Regions from separate parts of the Mus musculus genome. Here regions 2, 3, 4 and 5 are each linked to region 1. A link is a contact called in public Hi-C, HiChIP or PLAC-seq and promoter capture Hi-C data. All regions are on one chromosome and are shown on one strand. The core of a region is the stretch at or near the end of the contact, and the rest is flanking DNA. Distances in the headings are between cores, read along the strand shown.

What was found. Promoter capture Hi-C pulls out the DNA fragments that hold promoters and counts their contacts. A called contact is a pair of places that touch in the nucleus more often than the background predicts. HiChIP or PLAC-seq counts read pairs in DNA pulled down with a chosen protein or histone mark.
Region 2: a promoter capture Hi-C map of neutrophils shows a contact between it and region 1, with 4 times the contacts expected there. The contact joins the promoter of Mvb12a here to the promoter of Zfp868 in region 1.
Region 3: a Hi-C map of B cells shows a contact between it and region 1, with 5 read pairs. The contact joins the promoter of Ccdc124 here to the promoter of Zfp868 in region 1. A contact is called at or near these places in 3 of 39 promoter capture datasets (liver, neutrophils and pre-B cells), 1 of 484 Hi-C or Micro-C datasets (B cells) and 1 of 115 datasets of contacts at active chromatin or transcription factors (embryonic forebrain).
Region 4: a contact with region 1 is called in an H3K27ac HiChIP or PLAC-seq map of thymic regulatory T cells, with 14 times the contacts expected there. The contact joins the promoter of Use1 here to the promoter of Zfp868 in region 1. A contact is called at or near these places in 4 of 39 promoter capture datasets (liver, maxillary cranial neural crest and pre-B cells), 1 of 484 Hi-C or Micro-C datasets (B cells), 1 of 115 datasets of contacts at active chromatin or transcription factors (thymic regulatory T cells) and 1 of 9 other capture datasets (liver).
Region 5: an H3K27ac HiChIP or PLAC-seq map of thymic regulatory T cells shows a contact between it and region 1, with 8 times the contacts expected there. The contact joins the promoter of Myo9b here to the promoter of Zfp868 in region 1. A contact is called at or near these places in 4 of 39 promoter capture datasets (liver, neutrophils and pre-B cells), 1 of 115 datasets of contacts at active chromatin or transcription factors (thymic regulatory T cells) and 1 of 9 other capture datasets (liver).

Annotation. Positions count from the first base shown.
Region 1 is chr8:69,624,153-69,626,852 of GRCm38.p6, reverse strand. It overlaps Zfp868 (zinc finger protein 868), which reads left to right and starts at 1,305. Exons shown (of 5, transcript NM_172754.2): 1 at 1,305-1,418.
Region 2 is chr8:71,541,629-71,544,328 of GRCm38.p6, reverse strand. It overlaps Mvb12a (multivesicular body subunit 12A), which reads right to left and starts at 1,399. Exons shown (of 9, transcript NM_028617.2): 1 at 1,272-1,399; 2 at 1,098-1,196; 3 at 846-942. The coding sequence starts at 1,355.
Region 3 is chr8:70,872,091-70,874,790 of GRCm38.p6, reverse strand. Ccdc124 (coiled-coil domain containing 124) reads left to right here and starts at 1,301. Exons shown (of 5, transcript NM_026964.3): 1 at 1,301-1,332.
Region 4 is chr8:71,365,933-71,368,729 of GRCm38.p6, reverse strand. It overlaps Use1 (unconventional SNARE in the ER 1 homolog (S. cerevisiae)), which reads right to left and starts at 1,513. Exons shown (of 8, transcript NM_025917.4): 1 at 1,361-1,513; 2 at 1,037-1,086; 3 at 882-960; 4 at 619-771; 5 at 168-180. The coding sequence starts at 1,495.
Region 5 is chr8:71,271,255-71,274,006 of GRCm38.p6, reverse strand. Myo9b (myosin IXb) reads right to left here and starts at 1,293. Exons shown (of 40, transcript NM_001142322.1): 1 at 1,178-1,293. Haus8 (4HAUS augmin-like complex, subunit 8) reads left to right here and starts at 1,417. Exons shown (of 11, transcript NM_001163042.1): 1 at 1,417-1,723. The coding sequence starts at 1,695.

The DNA of each region.
Region 1 (2,700 bases), core at 56-2,555:
GGAGTTGGAAACAACCCTGATCCCTGATTTGAAGATTTGATCCTTCAAATCTGGAATGGATTCAGGAAATGTGGTACATTTACACAATGGAGTAGTACTCAGCTATTAAAAACGAATTCATGAAATTCTTAGGCAAATGGATAGAACTAGAAAATATCATCCTTAGTGAGGTAACCCAGGTGCAAAAGAAAACACATTTTATACACTCACTGATAAGTGAATACTAGCTCCAAAGCTCCAAATAACCAGGATACAAGTCACAGACTGCATGAAGCTCAGTAAGAAGGAAGAACAAAGTATGGTTGCTTCGGTCCTTCTTAGAAGGAGAACAAAATATTCACAGGAGCAAATATGGAGATAAAGTGTAGAGCAGAGACTACAGGAAAGGGCACTCAGAGTCTGTCCCACCTGGGGATTCATCCCAAATACAGTTACCAAACCCAGACACTACTGTGGATGCCAAGAAGTGCATGCTGAAAGGAGCCTGATATGGCTATCTCCTGAGAGGCCCTGCCAGATTCTTACAAATACAGAGATGGATGTTGGCAGCCAATCATTGGACTGAGCATGGGATTCCCCAATAGAGGAGTTAGAGAAAGGACTGAAGTAGAGGATGGCCTTGTCATGCATCAATGGAAGGAGAGGTCCTTGGTCCTATGAAGGCTCGATAGATGCCCCAGTATAGGGGAATTGATGGCTGGGAGGTGGGAGTGGGTGTGTGGTTGGGTGGAGTAACACCCTCATAGAAACAGGGTGAGGAAGAATGTAATAAGGTGTTTCTTGGAGGGAGGGAAACCGGGAAAGGGGATAACATATGAAATGTAAATAAATATCCAATAAAAAAGAAAAGAAAAAAAATGGCTTTAGGCACATTGACTGAGGCGGACTACGAGTTTGAGGCTCTTGTACACAATAAAGGAAGAGTCTCAACAAAAATATTCTGAAGAAGCTATGGTACAGTGCCCCCTGAACTGTCATCACCAAACACTAGTTTGGTTCTTTCAGCGGACTTGTCCCTAGGTAAGTCAGAGTCACAAAACTGGCCTGACATCGTTAACTATTTTCACTGGTCAGGGTCCTGGAATCATTCAGTAGGGCACACCTAGAGGTACACAAGAGCCATGAACCTATGTTGACACCTGCTGGCCACCGCAACACTAAACAATGGGCTCTAGACTCACAGCCTAAGGAACTGCAAGAGGAGCTACTCCTGTCACTCAGATCACCTAGAGCAGTTCTAACCAATCAGGAGCTACAGACAGGTTGTCCAATCAGAAGCTTCTAGGAGGCGGGGGGGCGGGTTCTTTTCGGCCGCCATGTTAGCTAAAGGTTCTTCACCGAAACTGAGGAAAGCCGTTGTGGGAGCCAGTGCTTGGAGCTGTGTGGGGGAGCGCGGGTGAGCTCGGAGCCTGGCAATGGTGAGCGAGGGCCGCTGTCCCCTGATGGGAGGAGCGGCCGGCTGGGCTGCGGGAGCCGGGGTGGTGGGTCCTCCCTGGGGTTGGGGCAGTGAACGCGGGGACGTCGGGGCTGCGACCTGGGCCTCCGCCTGCGGTCCGTAGGTACTTCCGCCCTGATCCTCTTGGCGTCAGCGCTGAGCGGGAGGTCCCGCCCTGCGGGGGGCGGGGGATGGGCGGAAGCCAGTACGCGGATGACGTCACGATCCGGGCTGGCGGGGACGTCCTGCTTTTGGTGGTGCGCTGAAGGCTGCTTGCTAGACTAAGGCTGTCTAGGTTCTTTGTGCTGTCTTCGAGAAGTTCTGAACTTTGCTTTCCACATGTAAGTGTGGCAACCTCTTTAGGTTAATTTTACGACATTTGTAAAGTCCAGTGAGTTTCTTTGCAAAGATGTTTAAAACCAGCTCTGGGAAAGATGACTTGTCTCCTTGAATTTATTTTGTTCTTCGGTCAGACATCCTTTGATTATATTTTTGTTTTTATTTCTGCTTATGCATTTGTGGGCTTGTTAATTTTTCTTCCCTCAAATAGTGCATTGTTTTGCGTACCGAGGTTCGCCGAGAACTGTTAGTCAGGAAGCATTGTAGTCGATTCTTCTGTATTGTGTTCACCATTCTGGTCCTTTTCTTCATTTCCACACAACCTTTATTTCTTGTTTATTTTAGCATTTTTATTGGAAGTATGTTGAACTACTAGTTTAAACTGAGAACATGAGCATACTATGCTAGAAATAAGATAGACACATTTGTATCTCCCCAAAGTATCAAATATTTTTGAATAACAATAAACTTAAAAGGTTTTGATGGCAGCAATTTGCCAAGTGATTTCACTTACATTTGTAATTAGGACAAGGTTAATGTGGGTTTTATTCTAGTCTTTTTTTTTTAAGATTTATTTATTTTATGTATGTGAGTACACTTTCGCTCTCTTCAGACGCAATGGAAGAGAGCATCTGATCCCATTACAGATGGTTGTGAGCCACCATGTGGTTGCTGGGAATTGAACATAGGACCTCTGGAGGAGCAGTCAATGCTCTTAACCACTGAGCCATCTCTCCAGCCCTTCTTTTAGTTTTAATTGTTAATATTAATTCTCATGTCAAAGCACACAGTATATCTCTGCATATATTTAGTTTATAAAATGAATACTTAGAAGTAGGCTGAGAGAAATGTAGGTAGAGTTTGTCCTGATATGAAAAGGAACTCAAAACAATTGTGCCACAGGGAGCGAGCCTTTGATGAAGTCA
Region 2 (2,700 bases), core at 150-2,649, 1.9 Mb before region 1:
AAGAACAGCAGTCTCCACACTTTGCAGATTACAAGGGGCTGGTCACAACGGCTCAGTCCCACGAATCCATGGGACTGAAGCTCTGGCCAGCTGAGGCTACACATTGAGACCCTGTCCCCCCAAACCAATTAAACACTAAGTCAAGAGACAGCTGCAAAAGGAGGATAGGAGAATTTGTGGACGCCTCCTCTGTCTGCACACTGACCTGACCCTCTGCACGGCAGCCTGCCAGCGGTCACTAAAGACACCGAGAGAACCAAGCACCATCGGGGAGGCGGGCAGCTGGGTCAGGCAGGGGAGAAGGGAGAGGGGAGGCTGAGCTATGCAGAGAACAGGGGAAGCCAGTTCCAGGTGGACTCGCAGTGCAAGAGCCTGGAAAGGAAAAGAGAATGGCCAGGAGGACTCACTCCGCCACAGAAGCAGAGGACAAGCAGCAGGGACCAGTGGCAGTGAGGAAGAGGGTGGGTATGCCAAAGACATCTGGGGTGGTTGTTGTTTGTTTAGGGGCGGGGTTTCATGTAGTGACAGGTATGCCCCACTATGCTCAAATTCTTAGGAAGAGCTGAGGCAAGGTCTCATTCTGTAGCCCAGGCTGGATACAAAGCTGCCTCAGCCTGAATGCTAAGACAGGTATGTGTCAACTATTTAATTCTGGAGTAGTGGGTTGAGATAAAGGCCTCACTCTGTAGCCTAGGCTGGCCTTGAACTCGCCACCATCCTCCTGCCTCAGCTTCCGGAGCTCTGCATTTACAGGTTGTGCCTTCCTGCTCAGCTAAGTCCTATTCCAAACATACACTAGCAGCCGTTCCCTGTGCCTGCCGCTCTCCCGTGCCCACGGATCTTACTGATATCCTGAGGGTCGTTGACTGCAGAGAAGCCTGACGGCAGTGGGCCCTTGTCCATCACGATCTGCATGTCCACTACCACATTGTCCTGAGGGTTCTGGGAGCACGAGAGGGGGCAGGTGGAAGGGGGCAGTCAGAGGGGAGGGGAAAGGTCAACGGTATGAGCAGTAAGGGTGGGAGAGAGTTGGAGAAGGGTCGAGGATGGCAGGGCGAGGGGCGGGGCAAACTCAGGCTCAGGCCACCCGTGCTCACCTCCGGGATGCCCAGCGTGCTCAGGCACAGGAAGTAGCCGGCTTTCTGCGCGAAGCCTCGGCCGAAGCTGGCCGTCCCGCCCTCCACGGTGCAGGTGATCTGCGGGACGCACAGGTCATCGGACTTCGTCCCCTTCCTGGCCCGTCCCCGCAACCCTTGCGCGCTCCCACTTACCGCGCTGAAACCCGGCGGCGGCGGCGCCGAGGCCGACGACCAAACCAAGCCAGCAAGCGGCGCCGAGTCCGTCCCGGGATCCATCCTTCCTGGGAGCTCAGAAGGCAGCTACAGCCCTCGGAGGGACCGGAACCTCGGACTACAACTCCCAGAACACCTTTGAAAGTGCTCCGCAAAGCAGCTAGTACGCATGCGCAAGCACTGCTGACCAGTCCAAAGTAACCGTGGAGACCCGCCCTCTGGACGCTTAAGATACGTTTGCGGAAAAAAGATTAGAACTCCCGCCCCTAAATCACTACCCAGTGTGCGGAGGGGGCGTTCACTTTCCGGACGGGACTACATTCCCCAGAATGCTGTGCGGCATCACCCTGTGACTCCTGCCTTCTGCAAGGAAACTTAACTGGTCTGGAGAGGAGGCCTGGTAGATATAGCCTGTCATTTCAGGGACTTAAAGAGGCGCATACAAGATGGTGAAAAAACCATACGAGATAGTTAGACTGATAACCAGTCTAATTAAGCCAATTAAAACTAAACGAGTAGCCGGGCATGGTGGCGCACGCCTTTAATCCCAACACTTGGGAGGCAGAGGCAGGCAGATTTCTGAGTTCAAGGCCAGCCTGGTCTACAGAGTGAGTTCCAGGACAGCCAAGGCTACACAGAGAAACCCTGTCTCGAAAACACCAAAAACACCAAACAAACAAACAAACAAACAAAAAAACCTACACGAGTCCTTTAATAATAGCCACATGTAGAGTAGCCAGAGCTTAGGGGTACAGCATTTTTAAAAGCAAAACACTTAAGAACCACAATTGTATCATTATCAGGGTCTTGAGTAACCTTGTAACATCCGTCTTTTTTGCAGAGATTGCAGTATTTTCCAGACACAAGACAATTATTTATGATTTACACTTCCTGTAGTTATTTTAGGTTTAGGTTTTAGCTAACACAAACATTGTCGTTAATACATCTAGACATGGTCAGGGACAAGGATAGTCCCCAGACTGTTGCCAAGACAGGTGTGGCTATTAGTGCGTGGGAGACTGAGAGTGTCTAGGCAGACACAAGTCAGTCAGAACAAGAAAGTGATGCCTTAATCATTTCTATTGCAGGAATTCGAGGTCTACCTGGGCTACAGGATACCCTGCTTTAAACAAACAGACAACAAACAAACCCCAACAAAACAAAAAAAATACTTTAAATACTAGCAAAAAGGAAATGAACCAAAAAAAGAAAAAAATAGAGTAGAAAGAAGAAGTTTGAAACACTTTCTGTTCTAGGATTTTGACCAAAGAGATCATTGTGGCTATGCAGCTGTTGACTTAAATAACAAATAATATCGCCCTGGAGGCCAGTTCACTAGCAAGCTAGGGGTTTCGTTGTTGTTCTGGTTATTTTTGTTTGTTTTGGTCGGTTGGTTTTTGAGGCAGGG
Region 3 (2,700 bases), core at 52-2,551, 1.2 Mb before region 1:
CACCTGCAAAAGGCCCAAGAAAGCCAACATTAGCAGTCCACAAACTGAAACACCACGCCGAGAGTTGTGTGCCTTTCCTTTTGTGCTTCTCAAAGTCCACCACACGGACGGGGAGCCAGCTCCGGCTGCTGTTAGGGTGAGGATGGGGCAGCGCCTCTTCCCGCAAAGCCATCTTTCCTGCTCTGCATTCCCGCTCACAGTAATAGACTCCTCGAACTGAACCTTCTGCTTTCTTTCCTACAGGGCCATGCCTGCCATTCCAGCGCCTGGGACAATGAGGCAGGGGGACCAGTTCAGGGTCATTCACGGCTCCAGAAACTCCAAGGATGACCGGATGTGGCAGTAACTGTGTCAGAGATGCACAAAATCCTAAGTATTGCAGACTAAGATGAAGTTAATCGTCAATGAAGCAACAGAAGCATCAAAAAAGAACTAGGGGAGGGGGGAGTAAAGAAAAGCAAAAGATTAAGCAGTGCCAGTCGGCTTCAGCAACAAGGCGGGGGCTGACTCGGGCAGCAGCGGACGCCGAGCAGCTGGGATCTCTCTGTGTAGCCCTGGCTGTCCTGGAACTCACTCTCTGTAGACCAGGTTGGCCTCGAACTCAGAAATCCGCCTGCCTCTGCTTCCCGAGTGCTGGGATTAAAGGCGTGCGCCACCACCGCCCCGCGCCGGCTTGTGATTTATTTAGCAATTCAGTTATGTTCAATTATTTTTGAGATAGTGTCACTTTCGGCCTAGGTCTGCAGTCAGTCCTTCTGCTTCGGGCCCCATAGTGCTGGAATGAATGACACCATGACGGCCATGTCGGTTGCATTTAGTCTAATCCAACTTCTACTCCGTCTGACCCTCAGTTTCCCGACTCAGACAGGGCAAGGGATGTCTTCTCACTTTTGCCCTGAGTTGGAGGAGCCATTGGCCTGACAAAGAGCCCAGAGCAGCCAGGCCCGCACCCCGGGTGGGCCACTGACGCCCCCTGGTGGCACAGCAACCACATCCCGGCCGTCGCCACAGGGCTGGGGCCGGCCTCCCCATCTTTTCTCCGGGCAGCGGCCATCTTGGTGAGGTCACCGTTATGGAGTTTAGCGTTTATCTTCCGTTTTTGTTCACCAATATCTGAGATGGGCCGATAACGTGTTATTCTTGAAAACATTTTGCTTGGAAAGAAGGAGAGCTGGCAACACTGGTTTAGTATTTTGGCTCAGAGAAAAACTCCTACAGACTCTACCAAGATGGCGGCATTCGAGAACGTCATGAGTAGAGCGCCACCGAAAGTTGAGTACGCAGGCGCGGCGACGTCATTGACACGCGACCGAGCCGGTGCCGGGGGAAGAGGTAGGAACGGCTGTGGCGCGGGCGGAGCCGGGTTGCGGGGCACGCTGGGCGGGCGCGGCTCGGCCTGGGGGTCCTGCCGGCGGGAAGGCGGAACTGGAGATGGGGTGCCCGGTGGTGGGTGCTCCCAGCGCGCAGGCGCAGAAGCTCGCGGGGAGTTCAGCCAGTTTCCGGCCCAGGTCGAGCCGGGAGGGCTTCCTGGAGGAGGAGGAGTAGGAGTTTTCTGTCACTTTCCTCCTGCCGCGCGGCCTGGCAGTCATGGGGAACCACGTAGGCACTTTTCGAAGGGGATTATTTAGAGTCCTGGGCTCATTTTGTAGTCTAGGCTGCCTCGAACTCAGTGTAATTCTCCTACTTCAGCATTGCTAAGTGCTGGAATCACAGGCGTGGGCCCACGATGCCCGGCCTCGGACCCTAGGTAGGTCCGGAAACTGAGGTGGTGGTGCGGATCTGATCAGGTCCCTAGTGAGGAGGGTCCTTTGCTGTCCGTGCTCGCGGACTCCTTAATGCCCCCAACTTGCTGATGACGATGGTTTGTTAAATGACATATATACAGTAGACATTCAGTCAGGAAGATTCTGAGTTCCAGGATAGCCTGGGCAAGATACCGAGGCTCTTTCTGGATACAAATGACTCCGGATACCCACTCCACACCCACACACCCACAACGCCACCACCAAATGCCTTAAAGAGAAATTTCCGGTCTGGGAACGTCAGGAGCTCTTGGTCGGCCTTCTCTGGTGCTACACCTGAACTGGTTTCTTTCTTTCTTTCTTTCTTTCTTTCTTTCTTTCTTCCTTTCTTTCTTTCTTTCTTTCTTTCTTTCTTTCTTTCTTTCTTTCTTTCTTTCTTTCTTTCTTTCTTTCTTTCTTTCTTTCTTTCTTTCTTTCTTTCTTTCTTTCTTTCTTTCTTTCTTTCAAGATTTATTTATTATATGTGTGTACACTGTAGCTGTCTTCAGACACTCCAGAAGAGGGCATCAGATTTTTGTTACGGATGGTTGTGAGCCACCATGTGGTTGCTGGGATTTGAACTCAGGACCTTTGGAAGAGCAGTCAGTGCTCTTAACCACTGAGCCATCTCACCAGCACCCTGGTTTGTTTCTTGAGGGATGCTCTGTATGGCCTAGGCTGGCCTGGAGCTTAGAGGTATCCACCTGTCCCAGCGTGGCAGCCATGCCTCTAGTCCCAGCCAGCCTTGCCCTGAAGTTTCAGCAGGAGTTTATTGGGTTAGAAGAGAAACATGAGCCCAGCATAATGCTGCATGCCTGTCATCCTGCTGAGGCAGGAGGATGGAAAGTTTCAGGCTGGGTGTGAGGTCCTGAGGGCAGGGCTGGTGGGTGTATTTGAAGGCTCAAACGAGGCAGGTGTG
Region 4 (2,797 bases), core at 264-2,763, 1.7 Mb before region 1:
GATCCCTCTCAATGGCCTAGCACTGTGCTGGGAACCATCCTCTTTCTCAGCCTCCCCTCAGGCAAAGATGACCCTGGGACCTCTTCCTGGGCTGGGAAAAATCAAGGGGGATGGGCAGGCATGAGGGCTGTGGGGTGGCAGGAACAGTCATGCTCAGCATGTCTCACCTCCAGATGGTTCCTGTGGGGAGGAGAGAGGAATGAGGCCATGCTCTTTGATATCTTCCCTAAATCTCTCTCTGCTTTGGGCTGACTCATGTAAAGCTGTGGGGCCAACTCTGGGGTTTAACCAGATGTGGTCCATTCTTCTTTGTTTTGCTAATTTTTTTTAAGACAGAGTTTCTCTGTGTAGCCCTGATTACTGGACTTATTCTGTAGAGCAAGCAGGCTGGCTTTGAACTCACAAAGATCTGCCTGCCTCTGCCTCCTCAGTGCTGAGGTTTAAAGACGTGTACTACCACCACCCAGCCAAATTCCTCTTCTTGAGCACAGTGCCTTCCTGGGGAAGCCTTGCCTAAGGCCCACTAGAGTTTGTGGTATTATTCCAGTCTTTCCCCTCTGAAGACTACTCTTTTTGCTATCCAGAGGTTGGTCCCAAGTACAAGGGAGGGAATCGTACCATGCCCAACAGCTCACTCCGCATCTCACTGGTGTAACGTGCCCTAGACTGCAAATGTACAGTCTTGGTGGCAGGCACCCGCTCCTTGGCTGTGGTGGGCACGCGGCCAGGAGCCAGGAACTGGTTAGCTAGAGCTTTTTCAGAGGAGGAGGTCTGAGGAGACATAGGAAGGGGAAGACGAGTTACTGGGGGGCTGTGCCCTGGTCCTAGGGGCTGTGGGGAACTGAGTGAGGCCCGCCTGAGGGATGGGAGGGCAGGCTCACCAACTTCTCGGCCTGCAGCATGCCCTTCAGAAAGTCCACTTTGCGGGAGTACTCGCTGATCACTTCTGAGGCCGGTTTACTGAAAGGCAGCAGGAAAAAGTTAGTCTGCTGCTGTGCCGTCGTAGGAGGTGGTGACTCGGTGCCCCCACACTCACCTTGCTTGAACTTTCAGGGCCTGCAGCATGTCTTCCAGGGCACCCACATACTGGGAGGGAAGGTATGGTGTCAGCCAAGCCAGTGGCCCAAGGCAGGAGCAAACCAGGGAGAGGGGTGGGACCCGGAGAGGAGTCAGAGAGGGGAGGGGACATAAGCGAAGACCTAGAATTGAGAGGGCGTGGCCTGTGCGTGAAGCTGTAGGGAGAAAACTAGGACGTCAGGGGTTACGCACGAGGGGCGTGTCGCCGCGGACCAGAAGGAGCGGAGACAGTGGCCTGTGGAGTTGGTTCGCAGGCCTTTGCGGCGGCGTGGGAATCCCTCACCTTCTCCAGTCGCCACTCGTCCGGTTCTCGTTTTTCTGCCGCCATCGACTCACAGCGACAAAGCAGCCGTACCAGGTTCAACTCCAACCGCGACGTCGCCAGCGGGCGATGATAGGCTCCTTCCGCCTGCGCCATCTTAGAAAAGGGCGGAAGTGCCTGAGTGAGGTCCTTCCCCTCCGAGGTCCGCCCTGCTACGCTTGGGACGGAAGTAGAGTTTTATTTCAAGCCGCAGTTTATTCAAAGATAAATCGTTTTCGTCCCTGTCTCTTTTTAAAATGATGGTCTTGATACCTGGCCTTTTTCGTTTTTTGAAGCAGAGTCTCTGTAGTCCATGTAGGCCCTGAACAGCCGATTATGTCCGGCGAGAATTCGTTGAAAGGACTGGAAAAGCCATTCCTCATCTTCCCTCGCCGGTCATTGCATTCCGCTTGTTCACCTCGCCTCTGCGCGCGCAGTGCACGTGTTTTCTACCTCTGTAGCGGGAACCTTGACCTGGGGTCTCCCCCGACCCTGCTTGATGACGTGTCAGTTGGGCGTTTCCATCTGGCCGGACCTGCTAGTTTCCAGTCCTGGCTGCCAGCATCCTGAGCTTTAATAAATCATGGTCCATGGCCCCCCCTTCCCTAGCTACCAGCAACTCTCTTTCATTTTAGGTTACATGTAGTCGGCTACATGATCGAGGCCCCGAAGGATGGAGAATATTGTACCTCCCGAAGAACTTAGCCAATGAGAAATTCAGGGATCAGGGAATGAATGCCATGAGGATTATAAAACAAGCCAGGATGCCCTGGAGCTGGATTTACCGTGGTTGTGAACCAATATTAGGTTTACCTCTTTCACTCGCATGTAACTTATGAGCATTAGAAATGCTAGACAAGCCGTCTCAGTCCACGTTTTTAGAAAAGATGCCTGTGACTCCGGGGATCTGACACCTCTGATTTCTTCACGTTTCATATGCACACACCAACACACAATTAAACATAACATTTTAACCTGGGCAGGGTGGTGGTAGGGTTTTAATCCTAGCACTCAGGAGAAAGAGGCAGGTGGATCTTTGAGTTTGAGGCCAGCTTGGTCTACAGAGAGAGTTCCAAGACAGCCAGGGCTACACAGAGAAACCCTGTCTCTAAAAAACTATTTAAACCTTAAAAAACAAAAATGATACTGGATCCCCGAGCACTGGAGTTATGGTGACTGTGAGGGCCATGTGATGCTGGTAATTGAATACTGAGCCTTGTTGCTTGTGGTTTGAATCAAAATGAGCCCATAGTAAACCACAGGCAGTGGCCATATTGGAGGAAGTACACCATGGGGTGGGGTGTGCTTTGAGGTCTCAAAAACTAGGCCTACTGGAATACAGTCCTTTTCCTGCTGCCTGCTGATTCAGATATGGACTCCTCAGCTACCTCTGTCTGAGTGTCACCATACTTCCTGACA
Region 5 (2,752 bases), core at 44-2,543, 1.6 Mb before region 1:
GCTCTAAACCTGGCCTCCTTTCAGCAAGCACACAGCAGACAGGGAATACTGGTAAGGGGGGGGGGGGAGAAAGTGATGCCAATCAAAACCAGGCAGCTCCAAGGCCTTGTAGGAGCAGAGAGGCCGGTGACAATAACTTTATAGTTGCTCATGCCACCTCCAGCCATTCCTTGACACCTTAAGATACTGAAGTCTCAAAGACTAGACAATACCCAACAAGGTAAGGAGATACAACCTGAGGGGCTGCTAGGTGGATGTCTTAAAGTGCTGGAAAATGAGCCAAAGAGGCACAAAAGGACTCCCCTATAAAGCCTTGGGAGTTAGGGTCCCTAGAAAAAGAAGGGAGGGTTTGTTGGCAGCTGTGACTCCACGGGGCTGAGATCTCTGCCACCGCTGAGGTATACATTTCCTGTAAGTCATTTAAAAACAAAAAACAAAAAACAAAAAAACGTTTAAGTCCAAGGATGTGACTCTCTTGAGAGAGTGGCTTCCACCCTACCGGCTCCCTTTCTTCTGAAACGCAGTTCGGGTGTCAGAACCCCACCCCCACCCCGCAACCTCCTCTAGAGTCCAGCTACTCTTTTCTTGAGCAGAAAGTGATGTGCCTATCAAAGCAGAGAGAGAACCCAGAGGGCGCTGGGACTCGCCCTGGCGGATCACCCAGCTGTCCGGGAGTGAAGTCAGGAAGAAGATGAATCAAGAGGGGAAGGCGGGGGCGAGTCTCCAGAGGCTGCACCCCGTCATCTCCCTTTCCTCCTCCTCTCCACTCCTCCGGCCCTCTGAGGAACTGTTTTTGCGTGTCTTTCCAGGCCCACTCTTTTAGACGTTCCAGCCCCAACAGTGGGTTGCCACAGACCGTTTCCCATTCTCTGAGAGCCCGGCGCCTCTCTGACACCCTAGGGCTCAGACCGCGAGTGCAGAAGTCCCTTTCCCTAGCACGGCCCCTCGGCTCCGCCTTCCTGGCCTCCCCCGTTTCCTGAGATCCCCCCAGATGCCACCTTAGCCACGTCCTCTCCTCAGCCGCCGCTGAAAGACGCGGTAAGCCCGCCAGTCTCAACCCCCTCAGCGTCCACGCGTCCCCCAGGCCGCATCCTGCCCTCACGTCCCACGACTTCAGGAGCAACCCGGTGCACAACCCCGGCTCGGGTCTCCACTCACGGCCGCCGCGAGAACTTACCTGGACCTCGGGCCGCTGCGCGCCACCGGTCCCCGGCCAGCCTGCCCGCTGCTCCCGGCCGCCCCGCCCCGAAGCGACCAGCCTCGCCCGCCGCTGCACCGTGCGATTTCACTTCCGGGTTCCGGAGGCGCTGAGTGGGCGGGCGCCAACTCGTCGGAGAGGCGGGGCGACTCGAGGTCCCGCCCCATCTAAAGGCGCGCAGCGAACGCCCTCTGCGGTTGGTGCATTCCAGATGCTAAGTGTTCCACAGCTGAGAGGGGCGGGCGCTATGATAGTCACGCCCCTCCCCAGCAGTATTTTAGCCCGCTCAGGTTGGTGCCGGAAGCCCACACGTCTGAGGGACACCTTGGAGCCACGCCCTTTTTCGGCGCTCTTGGCCAGGCTGAACGAACTGTAGCAAGCTTGGAGCCCGCCCCGCGGCTCGCGTGAAGAGAGCACCCTCCGGCTTCCAGCACTACTCCCTGCCTCCTAGCGGGCGGGACCCTGAGACGCTTGCCTTTGAGTGGAAGGCGGGAGAATGGCGGATTCCTCAGAACGGGACGCAGGGTGAGTTGGGATCTCAGAAGGGCGGAATTTAGGGGCTCCTGTGGGTTGGCCAAAGACCAGATCCTGGGCTCACAGGCAGCGGAGCTGGAGAACTGGGATCTTATGAGCCAATGCCCGAATCTCTCCCAGACCAGAAGCCCAGGCTCTGAGCCGCTTCGGTGCGTGCTGGGGAGCTGGGGTCCCAGATGCAGTTCAGAATTGGGGTTGTGCGTGGACTTTGGTGGACATTCTCTCTTTTTCCCCTTGGAGACAGTGGTGTTTTTTGTTTTTTGTTTTGTGTGTGTGTGTGTGTGTGTGTGTGTGTGTGTGTGTGTGTGTATGTGTGTAGCTGATCCGGAGCTCTGTAGACCAGTCTGGCCTTGAATTCACAGAAATCTGCCTGCCAAGTGCTGGGTTCAAAGGCATGTGCCACCACCACCTAGCCTTCCTTTTTTTAAAGGAAAAACGTGACCCTACATGGTAGCACGACTTTAGTCCCAGCACAGACCTTTTCCTAGGCCTCAGGAGCTCTAGGGTTGCTTGTCGCACTCCCCTTTAGCCCTGACTCACTACACCCATGGGTGTTTGCTTAAGAGTCTGAAGGATGAGGGTCACGGGCTATTGTGACTGTATACAGCAAAGGACACTCTGTGAAGGTCAAGTGGGTGAAACAAAGGCTCTTGCCACCAAGCCTCATGATCTTATTTTGATCCATGGGTTTCATATGGTGAAAGTAGATAACTGATGTACTGGCCAGTTTTGTGTCAACTTGACACAGGCTGGAGTTATCACAGAGAAAGGAGCTTCAGTTAGGGAAATGCCTCCATGAGATCCAGCTGTAAGGCATTTTCTCAATTAGGGTCAAGGGAGGAGGTCCCCTTGTGGGTGGTGCCATCTCTGGGATGGTAGTCTTGGGTTCTATAAGAGAGCAGGCTGAGCAAGCCAGGGGAAGCAAGCCAGTAAGGAACATCCCTCCGTGGCCTCTGCATCAGTTCCTGCTTCCTGACCTGCTTGAGTTCCAGTCCTGACTTCCTTTGGTGATGAACAGCA